Linked DNA regions of Oryctolagus cuniculus: region 1 is linked to region 2. A link is a contact called in public Hi-C data. All regions are on one chromosome and are shown on one strand. The core of a region is the stretch at or near the end of the contact, and the rest is flanking DNA. Distances in the headings are between cores, read along the strand shown.

Region 1 (4,374 bases), core at 834-3,333, 59 kb after region 2:
TACCCACTAGGCCACAGAGCTAGCCCCAGTAGAAAATATTTTAGGCTAAATTATCTAGTAGTGTTGCAGACAAGCAAACTTCTCAGATTTCATGAGGTTTGAAACCATAGCATTATAGAAGGGAAGGTTTAGCATCATGAGCTATGCCTCAAGTCAAGCATTTTAGATGTTCAAAGACTACAATCTTTGTAAGAACCTGTGCTGTAGGATTTCCTCTGTCTAGAGAAGTCAGATGGCATTCATAGAGTCACAGAGCTTAGATGCGTAGTGCTGAGATTTGAATTCATGCTGGCTGATGCAAGACCCTACTGTGTGTTAGGATTCATTGTGAATGCTGAGCTGTCTTAAGACCTTCAGAAATGATCTGTTCTACCTCCTCTCTTTATGTCAGACTGGAAGAAAATGAGGCCCTCAACCTAAAGCACTGCTCATTCCTGATGCAGTGGGGACAAAGCCCAGGCCACTAACTCTCCGCAGGACGGTGTTTTTGCTCTTGTGCTTTTGCAGATGGCCAGGAATGGGAGTTTGTCCCAGGGGAATGCAGACCTTGAGGAAGCTGTTCTATCCCTGGATATCTGACTTACCTTTGAGGGCAGGGCAAGGTGATGAAGCAGTTGTTACCCCCACCTCCACCCCCACCAGGCATTCAGGCCCTTTGAGACTGGCTCACCTAATTTCCGTTTGTGTATGGTGTGTGTGCACGTGAAAGCTATGCACACACCCTTCCTCTGTGTACCTGCAGTCATTTCAGAGATGTGTCTGCCGTAAGTATGTTATTCTATTGAGGATTCCACGTGGAGGTAGAGATGCTGCTGGCCAAGATCTCAGACCCTGCTTGCTGAATGTCTCGCCAAGCCCTGTTTGCTGCGTGTAGACGTGGTCAGTATTTTGGGGCAGTCACTTAAGTTCACCAAATGCCACAATGGGCAGTTTCAGATGACTCTGTAATAAATGACATGGTCTAGATCTTGAGCTAAAATTGGTACCCACTGCTCCTGTTTTCCCTTTCCTTTTCACCTGCTAACAAAAACAGGACTTGAGCAAGAGGCTGTGTGACTGTTAATACTGATGCCAGATATTCTCCTGTTCTCAATCAGTCATGTTTTAGAAAGAGGGAGAGGAAGAGAGAGGGAGAAGGAGGGGAGATGGGGAGAGAGAGAGAGAGAGAGAGAGAATGAATTATACTCTAAGCTCCCAACAGATTGGCTGATGTTTCTCCTGTCTACTTAGGGGCCAGTTCTGACTCCCTCTGGAATTGTCTCCATTGGTTTATCCTAAAATGATAACCCATTATGGGTTCTGCTTTAAGCCATCTGAAATGTGGAATTTCACATTTCACGACTTGGCTGGAGTTTTCAGAAATCAAATATTGTTTGTACCCCCCTCCCCCCAGTATTTTTTTAGCTGGGAAAATGTTTTAAGCTTCTTACTGGAATTTGCTGCATGTGGTTAAAAATCCCCAAGAAGTAAATTGTGAGCTTAGCATAAATAATCGGTTTTGTTTTAGAGTCCCATTCAGAAGAGTAAGCTACAATGCGACAGAGTCCTCTCTTAACAAGGTTTGTAATGATTTCCCTGAAATCGTAATTGAAATTCAAAATCTAGGAGGAGTTTTGCCAAACCAATTCTATGTAATTTGCACTGAGAACTGTTCTAACATGGGTTCCAAAGTCAGGGAAAATACACGGGGAGCAGGGAATATGCTCTAACTTTGTACAACACGTTTTATGTTTCTTTTTTCTTTTATTTCTTCTCCTCTTCCTTCCTCCCTTGGTTGCTATCTTCTACTGAATAGTGTGAACATGAGTTGATGACTGTCAAATGTTGACTCTGGGTGATGGATCCACAGAGCATCTTCGTTCTTCCCTCCATACTCTTGTGCATGTTTGGAACTTTTCCTAATGAAAAGAAGAAAAAGGAAACAGAAATGATTATGGCTCAAGCACTGGGCTGTTCTCAGCTTGAAGGAGTCTTCACAGAACACTAAACAGAAGCAGAAATTACAGTAAGTTCAAACTTATTTCCTAGGAGGCTTTTTTTTTAAGTGTTTTTCTGGAACTCAGAAATTGTTTTAATGATCCAGCCCTGCAGGGGTCCAGGATGGCAGGAGTACAAGAAGGTTGGGCAAGTCTATGACACAGCTTGTGCCTGGTGGAGAATTTTCCAAATAGAAATATGACCGAAAAAGAGGGTGGAGGATTAGAAAACCAGCCTGGAAGTGGTGAGTTTGCGATTACTCACATGGTTGCCACATAATTCTTGCTGCACCTAGGGCCACAGATAGAGCTTTGGGTCCTAAAACACTTTAATTCCCACAGGTCTTGCTGCTCGGGGGAGTGCCTCATCTCACCGCTTCCCAACAGGCAGCACATACCACGATGCGTAAAGCAAAGTATTTCTGTGTCAGCTTTTCCAGGGGGCAAGGAGGAATGTCCCTTTAGGAGATTACTGACTTCCCTTGTCATGCCAGAGTAAGCTTCCTAGATCAGCTAATGCTCCTGCAAGGCCAGGCAGCTCCCAGCCGCCAGCAGCGCCCAGCACAGCTCCTTCCTCCTCCATCTTACCTGTGGCCCCAAGGATTCCACCTGGTGTGGTGACAGCTGACCACGGGCCAAGCGTCCCAGTGCCTTGGCAGCTCAGAGGACAGGAGAACAACAGGACGCGTGTGGGGACCCTGGAGACCGGCAAGTTCCACGTGGCCTGTCATCCTGTCGTCACCGAGGAGCCTGGCCCTCTGGTAATGTCTCCTTTGCTGCCCCTGGGTCCTTCCCGTGGACGCTGCCACTCCTTTCCTCCCATACTACTGGTTCCATTGTGTTGTCGGGGGTCATGATTCCTTGGTGGATGATCTCTTCTGTGTCTGCAGTCTTCAGAGAGCAGCCACCCTCCCTGAAATCCTTCTCTCTCCACAACACCCCGGTTTCTTCCCTTCCACATAGCACCTGCTGGGCTGGAGACTCAGCATTGCATTAACACTTTTGTGATCATTTGCAAACGGTTACTCTTTCTCCTCTTGAAAAAATTCCCTCTTGAGTATTTCATAGTCTATGATTTTCCTCCCCACACCTTCATCCTCACTATCCACTCTGTACTCATCTGTGACCTTGGCCAAGTTCCTTAACTGCAGAGACTTGTTCGCTTACAGAGGATAGCAGCGCTTCCTGCTGCATAGGGTGCTGTGGATGAAATGAGAAGATTTGTGTTGAGTGGTTAGCATCTTTCTGGCCTAAACGATGCACGTTTACTGTGATCAGATTTGACCTGCTTGCTTTCCTTCCCAAATTCACCATGATCTTGGGAAATTGCGGTGTCCTTTGGAACTACACACATGTTCCTGTTCCCTCACTGCTGGGACAGGCATCTCCATCGTATGCCTGTCCTGCTTTCTGGAACCCACCTCCTTGTCTGGGTGTCCTCCTCACCCGACCTGCTTCTCCCTGCCTATGTCACTTCCTTGCAGTCCGTTAGATCCTTGCCATCTGCAGCCCTGGCCTGGAACTGTTGGACGATGGTCAGAGTGTTTGCTTTCATTGTGCCCATGTTTTCCATAATTCCTCCAGTATAAGGGTCTCTGTAGGGCTTCTCCATTCCTAGTGCCTGGGCCCTCCACAGCTCAGGTGGAGAGGCTGACCATCACTCAGTCACATGGAGATTTATCTGGGGTGTCCATTATTGGGGTGAGTTTTCTAGGGATATGAGTTTAGCAAGGAGGTGAAGTGACATGTTTGATGCAGCAGTAACTCAGTATCTTGGAAGCAAGGAGGTCACAAGGGGTCTTCATCACCTGCGTTGAGTGTGTGAGCTTGGAGCTTGGTTCAAGGGTCCAGGAGAACGTGCAGGCTGAGGAACAAACTTGGCTTTATTTTGGGCTTCCAGGGTTTTCTTTGATTTCCCTTTAATTTTTCTTTCGTATTTTCAGCAGTCTGTTTGAACTCTGCACAGGTAAGGGATTTTTGCTATCCAAGGAGGTTGTTACTAGGGATTTGGTTCTGGCTCAGGAAAGACCTTTAAAAGGCATCCATCTTAGAGAGGCAGAGTGGTGGTGGCAGAAGGATTCAGTGTGTGGCTGTCTAAGGCTTCCTGAATGACAGTGGTATACAGAGGAAGTCAGAATAAGCTAAGATGTGTGCCCCAGTGACATGTGCAACTAGGAGAGAGAGAGAGAGAAAGAGAGAGAGAGAGAGAGAGAGAGAGAGAGAGAGAGAGAGAATTTTCCATCTGCTGGTTCACTCTCCAGTTGTTGGCAACAGCCAGGACTAGGATCTCAGAACTTGAGAAGGTTCCCACATAAGTGAGTGGCAGGAACCTAAGCATTTGAGTCATCACCACTGCCTTCCAGAGTGCACATTAGCAGGAAGCTACAACTGGAAGCGG
Region 2 (4,516 bases), core at 1,300-3,799:
GTGGAGGATGGCCCAAATCCTTGGGCCCTGCACCCCATGGGAGACCAGGATAAGTACCTGGCTCCTGGCTTCGGATCAGCGCGGTGCGCCGGCCATGGTGGCCATTGGAGGGTGAACTAACGGCAAAGGAAGACCTTTCTCTCTGCCTCTCTCTCACTGTCCACTCTGCCTGTCAAAAAAACAAAACAAAACAAAACAAAACACAAACAATAAATAAAGCAGCAGGGCTAATAGATTGAGGGATTGGTAGTCAGTGATTAAGGCCCTGGAAATTCGATTGGGAGCAGGAGGGGTCTGGCCTGCTTCTTCCTCAGCCAGTGGCACTCTGTGGTCTAGAAATGTGGAATGCACTAAGGGCTGAGGACACTCTGTATGGCAGGTGATGTAGCTTTGCAGAGGCCTACTCTGCAGGGTGTCGTCCCCAGTGGCTTGCACACATCTGACCCTCTCTGGAAAATGCTCTTGATGCACAGGAGCACCCTGCCTGGAGATGTCTGGGCAGAATCTCCCCAATCCTCCCCTTCCCCCTCATCACATGTCCGCGGGGGTGGACATGGGGAGGGGGCTGCCAGTGAACTAACAAGACTCAGCCTCTTTCCTTCAGGGTGGGACAACACGGTGGTTTGATGAATGGAGTAGAACCCACCCTCACCTCTACCCCACAGACCAGGCTAAGGCTGAGTCTGTTGGAGAACACATTCTGCCACTCTTCTTCCTTCATCCTTATCCCCTTCTCTCAATCCCTGTCATGGGCTAAATTGTTTTTCTTCCCAAATCCACATGTTAGAGACCTGACCTTCAGCTTGTGCCTGTGTTTGCAGACTGGGTGATCAAGACCAAGTGAGGCTGTAGGAGTGGGTCCCGGTCCCACTTGATGGGTGTGCTCACAAGAAAAGAGCAGTAGGACCCAGGCAGACTCCAGGGATGTGTGACACAGAGGGAAGGTCACGTGGAGCTACAGTGAGACCTGCCATCTGCAAGCCATGCACAGAGACCTCAGAAGCAGCCAAACCTACCAGCACCCCATCGCTGACTCCGACCTCTAGAATGGTGAGAAAACTAATTTCTGCTGTTTTAGGCCCCATGCAGGGTGCTTTGTTATGGCAGCACTAACAGATGAAGGCTCTGGGACATGTTTTCCTACAGAGCCGTCCTTCCATACACCACAAGCACCAGGATGTTGGTCTCAGACCTGCCGGCTTCTGGAGAACTTGACCAAAGACACTAAAGCACAAAAGAAACCATGTTTGGATTCGCTTCCAAATGTGCTGGCCTTTTGTTGGTTATCTCATTACCTGGTTAACCACAAGTGAGCAAGCAGGCTAGGGGCTCCCAAGGACGGTCTGTTCTGCAGCCACCCTGGTTTCACTGGAACTAGAGTCTCTCTCTCTTTCCCAATTGTTCAGCCTGCTCTTCTCCAAGAAATCTTAGTTCAAGTAAACTCTAGTGTATGTGTAAATTATTTCTAGTTAAAGTCAGGAAGAAATTCAGTCACTCTACAAAAACTAACTGCAACCTATTAGAGCATAAACATTTACAATTTTTCCTGAGGCTTGGTGTTCTCCATTTGGTGTTTCCCTATGGCTATGCCCGCGGCAGAGAAGGGAAGGGGAATAGTGGGTGAGAAAATATTCTGGACTGGGAATAGAGAGACTCAGCATCAGGTTCTGGCTCAAACCAGCTCTGTGGTTTTACACTCTTCGCTATACTTGGTTTTAGGTCTTTTTAAACAAAACTAACAGAAAATGTTCCCCCAGACGAAAATGAAAATAAAACAGACAAAAAGAAGTCCCCAAACTCTTTAAGTCTCATCTCCCTCAGAGATTTTAATTATCCCGACAAACTGTTCCAATCCAGGTGTCGTTCCAGAGTCTCAGGTGTTGTGACAGCCTCACCTCCTTGCCATGTTGCATGTGGGTCACAACCCACCCCCGGGTGTCAGTTTTATTCCTGAACTTCAACTCCCTTCACCCTTCTGTCCTCAATTCCCCCAGCCGGCTCTGCATGTCAAATAAACCTCCCCAAATAGTCTTGGAGTCTGGCTCGGTAGCATTTATTGAAAACCCATTATGTCCTGTTTACTTATTCTGCAATCAGAGCCTGCACACTTCTGATACACTAATGGGAAAGTTTTGGCCAAGGAGGACTCGATTGTTCTGGCTCTGTCCTGTCCCATGATCTGTAACATTCATCTGTAGAAAACGGCTGAAACTTATTGTCCTCTCATAGCTACAGTGGCTTACCTTGAGAAAGGGAGGGTCAGGGCAAGCAAGAGAATGTGTATGTATTGGGAGGGACGGGTGTTGATTTTATTGGCTTGAGACACTTTATGTTGTGTTTTCAAGGAACTGTATAAATCCCCAAAGTACACCTTCTTATAGCATGTGGTTTATTTTCTTAAGTCTCTGCTAACAGTGAACTGACCAAGACTGCAAAGTGCCTGAAATATTGCAGGAAAGAAAAATCTTTCTGTCTTTGCCTTGCAGTGCTGGTTTCTTACTTCTTTCAAAGCTGCCTGGTGACTCCCATCCAAAGCAGCTTGAGACGTGACTCATGAAAATGGATCAAAGTGTGGGTTAGCTGGAAAAGATTCGCTGGATTTTTGTTTCCTGTGCATAACACTGGAGAAAGCAGATAGAGTTTTTTTTTTTTTTTTTTTTTTTTTTTTTTTTTTTTTTTTTAAAGCAGAGACTTCTTGCCAGAGATCAATAACTCCTAAAAGGCAAACTGCTGGAGGTAGCTTCATTTATTATTATCCATGCTTCATTTATTTTTGCCTTGTCCCAGTACTGAACTGTGTCTGGTGCACAGTGGATTGTGAATAAATGGTGGGATAAGTAATGAAATGTGGCCCCGAGGCTCAAATTCTAGTTCATGGTCCAGCCAATAGAGCAATATTAAACCTGCCTCTGGCAACTGTCTCTCCATCTGGAATGTGAGCCCCAGAGGACGTAAGTTCAGTGGACCCTGTTTATAACCAGCACCTGCACAGTCCTGGGCACATAAATGGATAATCGTAGGTTTCTGCTGAATGAGTGAATGTAGAGGATATAACGGTATCACCCAAATAACTACTGTTGAGGAAGTAATATGTGCATCATATTGGTAAACCCTGTAAAAGAACCAGAATCTGCTTTTAAGGAATTTATATGCTTCTTTGGGAAAAGCAGCAAATACCAACACTCCATCTGGCACTCACTCTGCTGCCTGATGGGCCTTGAGCCTCTGACTCCCAAGTCAATGGGAAAATAACTCACTATCTGCCTTCTGTAACCATATAGCTTCAAAGATGAGATTCCAGAGACATGTTCTAGAATGAATGAAACCAGTCTATGACTACAGAAATCACAATGCCTTCTTGGGGTGAAGGGCATTAACAGTGACTGGAAAGGAACATGAGAGAATTTTCTATAGCATTTTTAGCTTGATTGGAATGGTAGTTTACACAGATGAATGTGATGGTCACAGCCCATTGAATCAGGTGTCTATGTACTTCATGATTATTAAATTATGCTTCAATTAATGAGTAGACAATGCCTGAGATGAGCGTCATAAAGCTGATTTCTATCCCAACACACTCACTCCCCTTTATATCTTTTTTTTTATTTTTTGACAGGCAGAGTGGACAGTGAGAGAGAGAGACAGAGAGAAAGGTCTTCCTTTGCCGTTGGTTCACCCTCCAATGGCTGCCACGGCCAGCACGCTGCGGCCGGAGCACTGTGCTGATCGGATGGCAGGAGCCAGGTACTTATCCTGGTCTCCCATGGGGTGCAGGGCCCAAGCACTTGGGCCATCCTCCATTGCACTCCCTGGCCACAGCAGAGAGCTGGCCTGGAAGAGGGGCAACCGGGACAGAATCCGGCGCCCTGACCGGGACTAGAACCCGGTGTGCCGGCGCCGCAAGACAGAGGATTAGCCTAGTGAGCCGCAGCGCTGGCCCCCTTTATATCTTTTTTTAAAAAAGATTTATTTATTTGTTAGTGAGGTAGAATTACGGACAGAGAGAGGGAGAGACAGAGAGAGAAGTTTTCCACCTGCTGGTTCATTCCCCAACTGGCCACAATGGCTAGAGCTGGGTCTGCCACGTGGGTGCAGGGGCCCAAGCACTTAGGTCATCTACCACTGCTTTCCCAAGCCATTAGGAGGGAGATGGATCAGAAGTGAGCTGGGACTCAAACCAGCAGCACCACAGGCAGAGGCATAACCTATTATACCATTACACCATCCAGTCCCATCCTTATTATATCTTTTTTCAAAAAAATGGATAAACAAGTTTTTGTGTTTTCACAAATTGAATATGATATAGCCATTTAAAATGAATTAATTATATCTACATGTATTAACATGAAAGGATTTTTTTATAGTTACAAACTTCATACACTTCATAATTACAACTTTAGAACATGATGATTCTTCCCATCATGCCTGCCCTCCCACCCATACTCCCACCCTTCCTCCTCCTCCCTCTCTTATTTTCACTCTTATTTTTTAAAAGATTTATTTATTTATTCGAAAG

What was found. A called contact is a pair of places that touch in the nucleus more often than the background predicts.
Region 1: a Hi-C map of an unstated tissue shows a contact between it and region 2, with 2.8 times the contacts expected there. The contact joins the promoter of BASP1 here to the enhancer-like site in region 2. A contact is called at or near these places in 4 of 6 Hi-C or Micro-C datasets (ear pinna, embryonic fibroblasts, skin fibroblasts and 1 more).

What each region holds. Positions count from the first base shown.
Region 1 is chr14:46,246,080-46,250,453 of mOryCun1.1, forward strand. BASP1 (brain abundant membrane attached signal protein 1) reads left to right here and starts at 2,084. Exons shown (of 2, transcript XM_070056613.1): 1 at 2,084-2,221.
Region 2 is chr14:46,186,937-46,191,452 of mOryCun1.1, forward strand. No RefSeq gene overlaps it. Among named protein-coding and RNA genes, the nearest start is that of BASP1, 59 kb to the right of the region's middle. Within about 2 kb of position 2,550, at least 2 of the 8 cell types and tissues checked have an H3K27ac peak or open chromatin away from gene starts, as enhancers often do.